Regions from separate parts of the Mus musculus genome. Here region 1 is linked to region 2. A link is a contact called in public HiChIP or PLAC-seq data. All regions are on one chromosome and are shown on one strand. The core of a region is the stretch at or near the end of the contact, and the rest is flanking DNA. Distances in the headings are between cores, read along the strand shown. Region 1 overlaps M1ap (meiosis 1 associated protein). Region 2 has its middle 28 kb from the start of 2310069B03Rik.

Region 1 (4,063 bases), core at 987-3,486, 76 kb before region 2:
TACTTATCCATTCTTTAGAAGACTAGTATAAAAATTTTATCGTATGCAAATGAAGACGTATCAGGTGTGCCCTTGTAAGCTCTAAAAGCTCAGCCATAAGCAGACATCATGAATCTCTTTTGTTAACTTGAGATACAGAATGTCATGAATAGCACGACATGTCTGTGTGCTCTTCCCTCCTCCTCAGAGGAAGCCTTGCTATGCTGAACTTCCTTATCATTCTTTCTCTTTTAAAAAGGTTACTGCTTTAAGTAATATTTCATTGCTTTAACTTCCTGGAGCTTTGTAAGAAGCACAGTCTTCTATATGCCATGAGTGGCCTGCCTCTCCCCACCCCCCCAACACCCCCCACCCCCCGTATAAACATTCATGAGCATCGTTCCTCTCAGCTGTGGTGCTCCACTTTATGATGATGTTACAACGTTTGCATTCCAGACAGCAACTTCTCGCTGGTTACTTGAGTGAGAGCTGTAGGTGTGGTTTTTCTGACTCCCTTTTCCATGGTGTCTTCTGACAAACAGGAATTCTGATTTTACTATAGGGATGCTTCTTCAGTCTTCTGTAGCTAGCAGACTTTGTGTCTCATATGAAATTCTTCCTTCTCCTCACCTACAGTCATTAAGTTTTTTCTTATACATTCTCTTCTAAAAGTTTTCTCTCTCATATTTAGGTTTTATAAAGTAGAGATCCAACTTCTCTTTTTTCCTGAAGGATCAATGATCGTTCCAGCATGATTTAGTAACTACACTAATCTATTTTCATTGTTTTTCCATGGCAGCCACACCACACATTATGTTTTCATGTGACTTTCTGCTTCTGGGCTCAGTAATAAGTTCTGGACAGGACAAATGGTCTATTCCTGTGTCAGTATGACACTACATATTATTTTCTGCAGTGCTGTGTGTTAAACCCAGAGCATCATGCATATGAAACAAAGGATGTGTGATTGAGCATATGATAAGCCCAAGTACTGTCTTTTTTTTTAAGATTGATTTATTTATTTTATGTGAGTACACTGTAGCTGTCTTCAGACACCCCAGAAGAGGACATCTGATCCCATTACAGATGGTTGTGAACCACCACGTGGTTGCTGGGAACTGAACTCAGGACCTCTGGAAGAGCAGTCAGTGCTCTTAACAGCCGAGCCATCTCTCCAGCCCCTCCAATACTGTCTTATTTAACAACTTTATGAGTCATCTTTGCACCCTTGGCTTTAACATGCACCTTAATTTCAATGTGCACATGCACATGAGCGTGTGAGTGCATATACACTTTGCATGGGATTAGTTCATCAGATTAATTTTAAAAAGTGAGCTAGGTATAGTAATTGTAATCTCATTTATGATGAGCATTTGAGATTGACATAGGAGAATGTGATTTTTTTAGGGCAGCTTAGGTTACACATAACCTAGGCTTTGTAAAGCAAAACTCTGCCTCAGAATAAAATCAACAAATGAAGCTGGGCGTGGCAGTACAGACTTGTAATCCTAGCACTCAAGAGGCTGAAGCAGGAGTATTGCCACAAGTTCATGCTATCCAGAACTACACAGTGAGACCCTGTTTCAAAACTAAACCAAGTCAAAACAAAATCAACAAAAAACTCTGATAGGATTTTGATTGGAATCAGTTAGCAGGTCATTTTGGGGAGAACTAAATTCTGTTCTAATGATATTGATATTTTATCTAACATCATGTTCCTTCCATCCAAATATAACTTCTTTAAGGTACACCAATGAAGCTTTAAACACCCCCAAGAAGTCCCATAATATGTACCTGTGAAGGTTTGCATAGTCATGGCCTCCATAGATTCATGCATTTGAATGCTTGGCCCATAGGGAATGGCACTATTAGGAGGTGTGGCTTTGTTAAAGTAGGTGTGGCCTTGCTGGAGGAAGTGTGTCAGTAGTGATGCATTTAGCTAATTATTTTGTGCTCCCAGCAAGCTGTGCTCCCAGCCACCCACCAGAGCCCTCTGGATTCTCAAATCACACACACACACACACACACACACACACACACACACACACACACACACACACGCCAGTTAATTTTTATGCCTTGACTAGCTTAATGGTTGGCTTTTCTAATCTGCTCTGCTGCTAGAAAACACTCCCCTCTGGTACTCCTGAATTAATATGTTTTAAAAATCTGTATTTCATGTTTGCAACTCCAAACTCAATTGGGGAAGTGACCCATGTGGCCACTTTCCCTGATTCTCACACATCAGCAGGCCTTTAGGTCTGGTTTTTCTTCTTCCCCCATCATGGTGATCTCTGCTTCTTCCCTTTCTCCCAGTTCCTAGCCCATGCAAATCTCAAAGTCCTGCCTCAGTCTTCTTACCCAGACATTGGCCATTGGTTCTTTATTGATCAATCAAAAGCCAGTTGTGGACAAGGGCCCTCTGTGTTTGGACATGCAGATTCCCAATTTGGGGGGCTGGATTAACTCAAAGCATTAGAACCAATCCCCAGCATATCACTGTGAGGCAGGCTTTGAGGTCTCCTCTGCTCATGCTATGCCCAGTGTGACACACAATCTCCTTCTGCTGCCTGCAGATCCAGATGTAGAACTCTGAGCTCCTTCTCTAGTACCATGTCTGCCTGCATGCTGTCATGCTTCCCACCATGACGATAATGGACTAAAACTCTGAAACTGCAAGCCAGCCCTAATCAAATGTTTGCCTTTATAAGAGCTGCTGTGATCATGGTGTCTCCTCACAGCAATTAAACCGTAACTAAGACAGGTATTCCTGTTAAGATTTCTTTCTTTTATGAAAAAATATTTATATGTATGTGACTATGTGAATGTATGCCATATGTATATGGGTGCCCGAGGAAGCAAGAAGAGGGCCTTGGAGCCTCTGGAGCTGTATTTAAAGGTGGTTGTAGGCTGCCTAAAGTGGGTGATAGGAACCAAACCTGGGTTCTCTGGAAGAACACTGTCTTATTGTCTTAATTAGTGTTTTACTGCTGTGAACAGACACCATGACCAAGGCAAGTCTTATAAAGAACAACATTTAATTGGGGCTGGCTTACAGGTTCAGAGGTTCAATCCATTATCATCAAGGCAGGAGCATGGCAATGCCCATACAGGTATGTCCAGGCAGGTATGATTCAGGAGAAGACTGGCTGAAGCTAGGACTAGGGTATTAAAGCCCACATCCACAGTGACACACCTACTCCAACAAGGCCACACCTCCTAATAGTGCTACTCCCTGGGCTAAGCATATACAAACCGTCACACTTACTGTTCTATTGCTGTGAAGAGACACCATGACCAAGGTACCTCATAAAAGAAAACATTTAATTGGTGGCTTGCCTGCAGTTTCAGGGGGTCAGTCCATGACCATTACTGTGGGAAACAGGCATGGCACTGGAACACAGCTGAGAGCTTTATATCCTGATCCACAGGCAACAGGGAGAGGGAGAGAGAGGGGGAGAGAGAGATAGAGACAGAGACAGACAGACAGACAAGGCCTGGCGTTGGCACACCTCCTCCAAGAAGGTCACAGTTCTAAACCTTTCCAAACAATTCATCAAATGGGGACTAAGTTTGCAACATATATGAGCCTATGGGGGCCATTTTCATTCAGACTGCCACAAGCAAAAGTACTCTTAACTGAGTCATCTCTCAGCGCTCAAGACTTATTCCTAAGGAGCTAGATAGAGATCCAGCTCAGCGGTAGAATGCTTGCTTTGGTGCAAGGTATTGACTTTGATCTCAAGCACTGCAGCAAACAGGAAAGCCAAACTTTGATTTCTGCAGTGAAACATAGCTCAGGATGGTAAAAGCACTTGCCTCCCAAGGCCAACAGCCTGAGTTTGATCCCTAGAACACAGGGAAAAACATGGCTTGCCATCTGTAATCCCAGCATTCTTAGGAGGCAGACAGGAGAACTGTGGAAGCTTACACACCAGTTACCCTGGAGTATACTTTACAGCAGAAGCTGGAGGCATCTTGTTTTGAAACAAGGTGAAAGCTAAAATGAACTCCCAAAAGTTGTCCTCTAACTTCCACATACATGTGTCCATATGTACACACATGTGCAAATACACATACTAAT
Region 2 (3,931 bases), core at 1,252-3,751:
CGTGGTTATTGTAGCTGTTGCTTTATCATAGCCGAACCACGTGATCACCATGGCAGGCACTCACTGTGCACCCCATGCAGTGGAAGGTGGACAAGCCTTCACCAACATCTGATCTTCGATCATCTCAGGATGGGTCTTAACCACCCATATTTAGGCTTTACTCAAATCTGCGATTTATTTTTTTAAAAAATTATGTGTATATGTGTATGTTAACGTATGTATACGTGAGTGCCGCTACCTCAAGAGGCCAAAAGAGGGCAATGGATCCCCGAAGCTAAAGTTAGAGGCAGTTGTGAGTTGCTTGATGTGTGTTTTGGAAACTGAACTCAGACCTTCTGAAAGAGTAGCAGGTGCCTTAGTTGCTGAGTCATCTTTCCAGCCCTCTAGTCTTATACATGTTGAGTGATGTTGATAGCCAGAGTTTCCTTCTGCTAAACCAGGAGCCACTGATGTCATCTTTGCTTCTCTATGGAAGGGACACATGTACTAAGTCTTTGTGCTATTCCACTTCCAAGATGGACGTGGATTTTACTCCAGGAAAAAAGAGATTGAAAACACATGCACACATACACACACTCCAGCTAAGAAGGAGATTCTGAAGTAAGGATTTTTTTTTTCAAGACAGGGTCTTACTACATAGTTCAGACTGGTCTTGAACTTACTATGTAGCCCAGACTAGCCCAGAATTTGTGATTCTCCTGCCTCAGTTCCCCAAAGTCTTGGGATTACAGGTATACACTGGCATGCCTTTAAGAAGGCTAACAGTTCAGTAAATGGAGAAATTCATGGCTCACTTAGTAGAGAAGTCAGGAATAAGATACCCTCAGGACTGCACAAAGGACTTTAGGAGTCAAGGTCCCAGCCCCTGGAATTAGGATTCAGGGTTAGAGGGAGTCTGTCTGTCTGCCTGTCTGTCATCTTTGCTTGTCTTGCCTGATTTCTTTCTTTCTTGCTGTAAATGGCCCCACTCAAAGAAGCAGAAAAGGTGGCTGCTGCTGAGATGACTTCATGAGCAAAGGCACGTGCTGCTGGCTTTGATCTCCAGAACCCACGTGGCAGGAGAACTGACTCAAGTTGTCCTCTGACCTCTACATGTGTGCTTTGGCACACATGTGCATGCACATACATGCACACATACACAAAATAAATGAATGTTAAAGAGAAAAAGAAATATGGCTGCTTCCACATCCTTTCAGCCACAGATCTTAGAAGCCAAAACTACTTTTTCAGCGTAAACCAAGAATCACAAGGACAGCTCTGCTCATATCACATGACTCCATTGCACCAATGAGTGTGTCCAAGGAAATGGGATACTGTGATTGGCCAAGCCTAAGTCACATACGTGTCCAGGGAGGGAAAGATTACATTATCAGAAGAATGGACATAAGGAAGTTGGATAAAAAAGACAAAAACAGAACAAACAAACAAAACACCAGTTGTAGTTTACTAAAGGTATTTAGATGTAGACAGTGATCTTTCAAAAATTAATGCTAAATATGTTCCTTTCAAGTTAAAGTTTTCTAATGGCTTCTTATGACACCCAGGAGAAATTCCAACCCTTCCTTCTAATTTAGAACTGTTGTTCTTACTTAAGTTTTTTTTTTTTTTACATATATATTACTTTTTATTTTTTATTTATTTTTATTTTTTTCTTCCCTCTCACTCAAGGTGGGCACTCATTGTGGACACGATAAGGCTTTTCCTACCATATGCCAATTAAGCTCATTATTGGTGGAAAGCCTGGCTTCTTCTGGCTATTTAGGCTTTATTTTAAGTATCACTTCCAGAATGAGGACCACCCTGATCACACAGTATAGATGCGTGCTTGTCTGTTGCTGGGATAAAAGACCCTGACCAAAAGCAACTTAGCAGGGGAGGGGAGCTTACTGGGAACACAGTCCATTAAGGTGAGGAAGTATGGCGGCAGGAAAATGAGGATGGCCTGGCAGTCAGGAAGCAGAGCAACCATGTTTCACCCTCACAGAGAGGGGAGAGAAAGAGAGACAGACAGACAGACAGACAGACAGACAGACAGACAGACAGACAGATACAAATACACACAGAGAGAGACAGAGAAACAGAGACAGGCAGAGACAGACAGACAGAGACAGGCAGAGAGAGAAACAGAGAGACAGAGGCCTGGTCCCCAGTGATTAACTTCCTCCAACAAGGCTCCAAACCTAAACGTTCTATAACCTTTGCAAACAGCACCACCAAGTGGCAAACAAGTGCGAGCCTGTGGGAGCCATTTCATATTTAACCTACAACACTACCTACACATCCTTCTCAGCATAGCATTTATCATTAATGTGCATTTCCTCTTTTTGGCTTGTTTATTCTGTTAGAGTTATTTTCCTTCTTACTAAGTCTGTACTTCATATTGTCCCGCACCATAGCCGTTTAGCATAATCCTAGATGCACAGTGCCTAAGACGTGCCCTACAGAGACGTCAACAATATTAACTGAGTGAGTCTGTGTGACCATCGCTGACCTGGCTCGCTGAGTCATGGCAAGAACTAGTGTGTACTCACTCCTGCAGAAACTCACAAGGCTCCAGCTGCCCCGGTTCCACAGCGCTGAGTCATGGCTGCTGGGAATCCTCTGTCTCGCAGGCTGACTGACTTAGTTGCTTTTCTGTTGCTGTGGTAAAACATCAAACAACCAAAAGCAACTTACGGGAAAATCCTTGGTTTTGGCTTTCGGTTCCAGAGGGATAAAATTCCACCGTGGCCTGGAAGCCTGGCGGGCGTGGTGACATGGCAGCAGGCAGTGACTGGAGCAGAAAGCTAGGAACTCACACCCCCAACCACAAGCACAAACTTGGGAGAGTAAACTGCACGCGGGGAGAGGCCATCTAAGCTTGACCGCTGACCCCAGTGACATACAAGACCTCGCGTCTTAAACCTCCCCAAATAGCACCAGTGACTGGGGTCTAAGTTTTCTCCCACCTGAGCCTATGGAGTTCACATTCAAAGCACCACACAGACGCTCTGCTGTGACAGGTAGTGTCAGGGTGTTTCCCTTTATAACTCCCACAGCCTCCCTCTAGCTTGGGTTCTGAACTCCCGCTTAGACCTTAATTTTCTCTATTAATAATTCTCTATTAATAATTCTCTATTAATAATTCTCTATTAATAATTCGTGTTTGGTTATTTGCAGACTAGTCTCTCCTGCTCTTCCTTCCAGATCAAAGATATTAAACTCATTTATCTGAGATAACAATATTCTTTTCCAAGAATAGACATCCTATATAGGAATAGTTGCTTTAACTAATAATAAAAATTATGTCCATGCATGTACTAATTTTATGTATGGTATAGTAAACATTTTTCATACTAATCTCAACTCCAGAAAGTCTAGAATAAATAGTCATATTTGTAGCCAAAAAACAGGTTCAGAGCAGGAGCCTGCTGAACATCACACAGTCATCTCCCAGTGGAGGTGGGACTGTTTTCAAGTCTCTCCAATTCTGAAGCCCGCGTGGAGATGTGTCTCTAAAGATTTTCATCATGCTAACATTAATTCTAAGGCTAACAGGAAAACACAACGAGTCAATGAAAAATATTTTTAGTTGAATATGACTCAGTGTTGGCGTGAAAACATGTCTGCAACACTGGTTAGTGAGGAAGAGACAACGTAGAGGGAGGAGAGTCACCCCGGAGTGCTGGGCGCTAGCCAAGCATGTGGGTTCTGCAAGCTCTGTTGAACGGGGAATGGCTCAGAGCATCAGCACTGGATAAGACACTCAGTGCAGAGGACAGGTCAGAATGAAAGCAAGAGCTCTAGGTACATGTAAACACAGGCACAGGCACAAACAAGAATAGTGCCCAGACCACAGAAGTGAGCATGAAAACACCCATGGAAGGAGTTACAGAGACAAAGTTTGGTGCTGAGACAAAAGGATGGAGCATCTAGAGACTGCCATATCCAG

Evidence for each region. HiChIP or PLAC-seq counts read pairs in DNA pulled down with a chosen protein or histone mark.
Region 1: a contact with region 2 is called in an H3K4me3 HiChIP or PLAC-seq map of bone marrow-derived macrophages, with 2.4 times the contacts expected there. The contact joins two enhancer-like sites. A contact is called at or near these places in 4 of 39 promoter capture datasets (the C10 cell line, embryonic stem cells, hippocampal neurons and 1 more), 12 of 15 datasets of contacts at CTCF or cohesin (CD8 T cells, the G1E-ER4 cell line, the NIH/3T3 cell line and 6 more), 262 of 484 Hi-C or Micro-C datasets (2-cell-like embryonic stem cells, the 3T3-L1 cell line, 3T3-L1-derived adipocytes and 127 more), 45 of 115 datasets of contacts at active chromatin or transcription factors (CD4 T cells, CD4 single positive thymocytes, CD8 T cells and 27 more) and 6 of 9 other capture datasets (adipose tissue, bone marrow-derived macrophages, embryonic stem cells and 3 more).

The regions. Positions count from the first base shown.
Region 1 is chr6:82,983,379-82,987,441 of GRCm38.p6, reverse strand. All of the region lies in intron 4 of M1ap (meiosis 1 associated protein), which reads right to left. Among named protein-coding and RNA genes, the nearest start is that of Gm32644, 37 kb to the left of the region's middle. Within about 2 kb of position 2,236, at least 2 of the 459 cell types and tissues checked have an H3K27ac peak or open chromatin away from gene starts, as enhancers often do. A contact at or near this core is called in bone marrow-derived macrophages, where this site is marked.
Region 2 is chr6:82,907,946-82,911,876 of GRCm38.p6, reverse strand. No RefSeq gene overlaps it. Among named protein-coding and RNA genes, the nearest start is that of 2310069B03Rik, 28 kb to the right of the region's middle. Within about 2 kb of position 2,501, at least 137 of the 459 cell types and tissues checked have an H3K27ac peak or open chromatin away from gene starts, as enhancers often do. A contact at or near this core is called in bone marrow-derived macrophages, where this site is marked.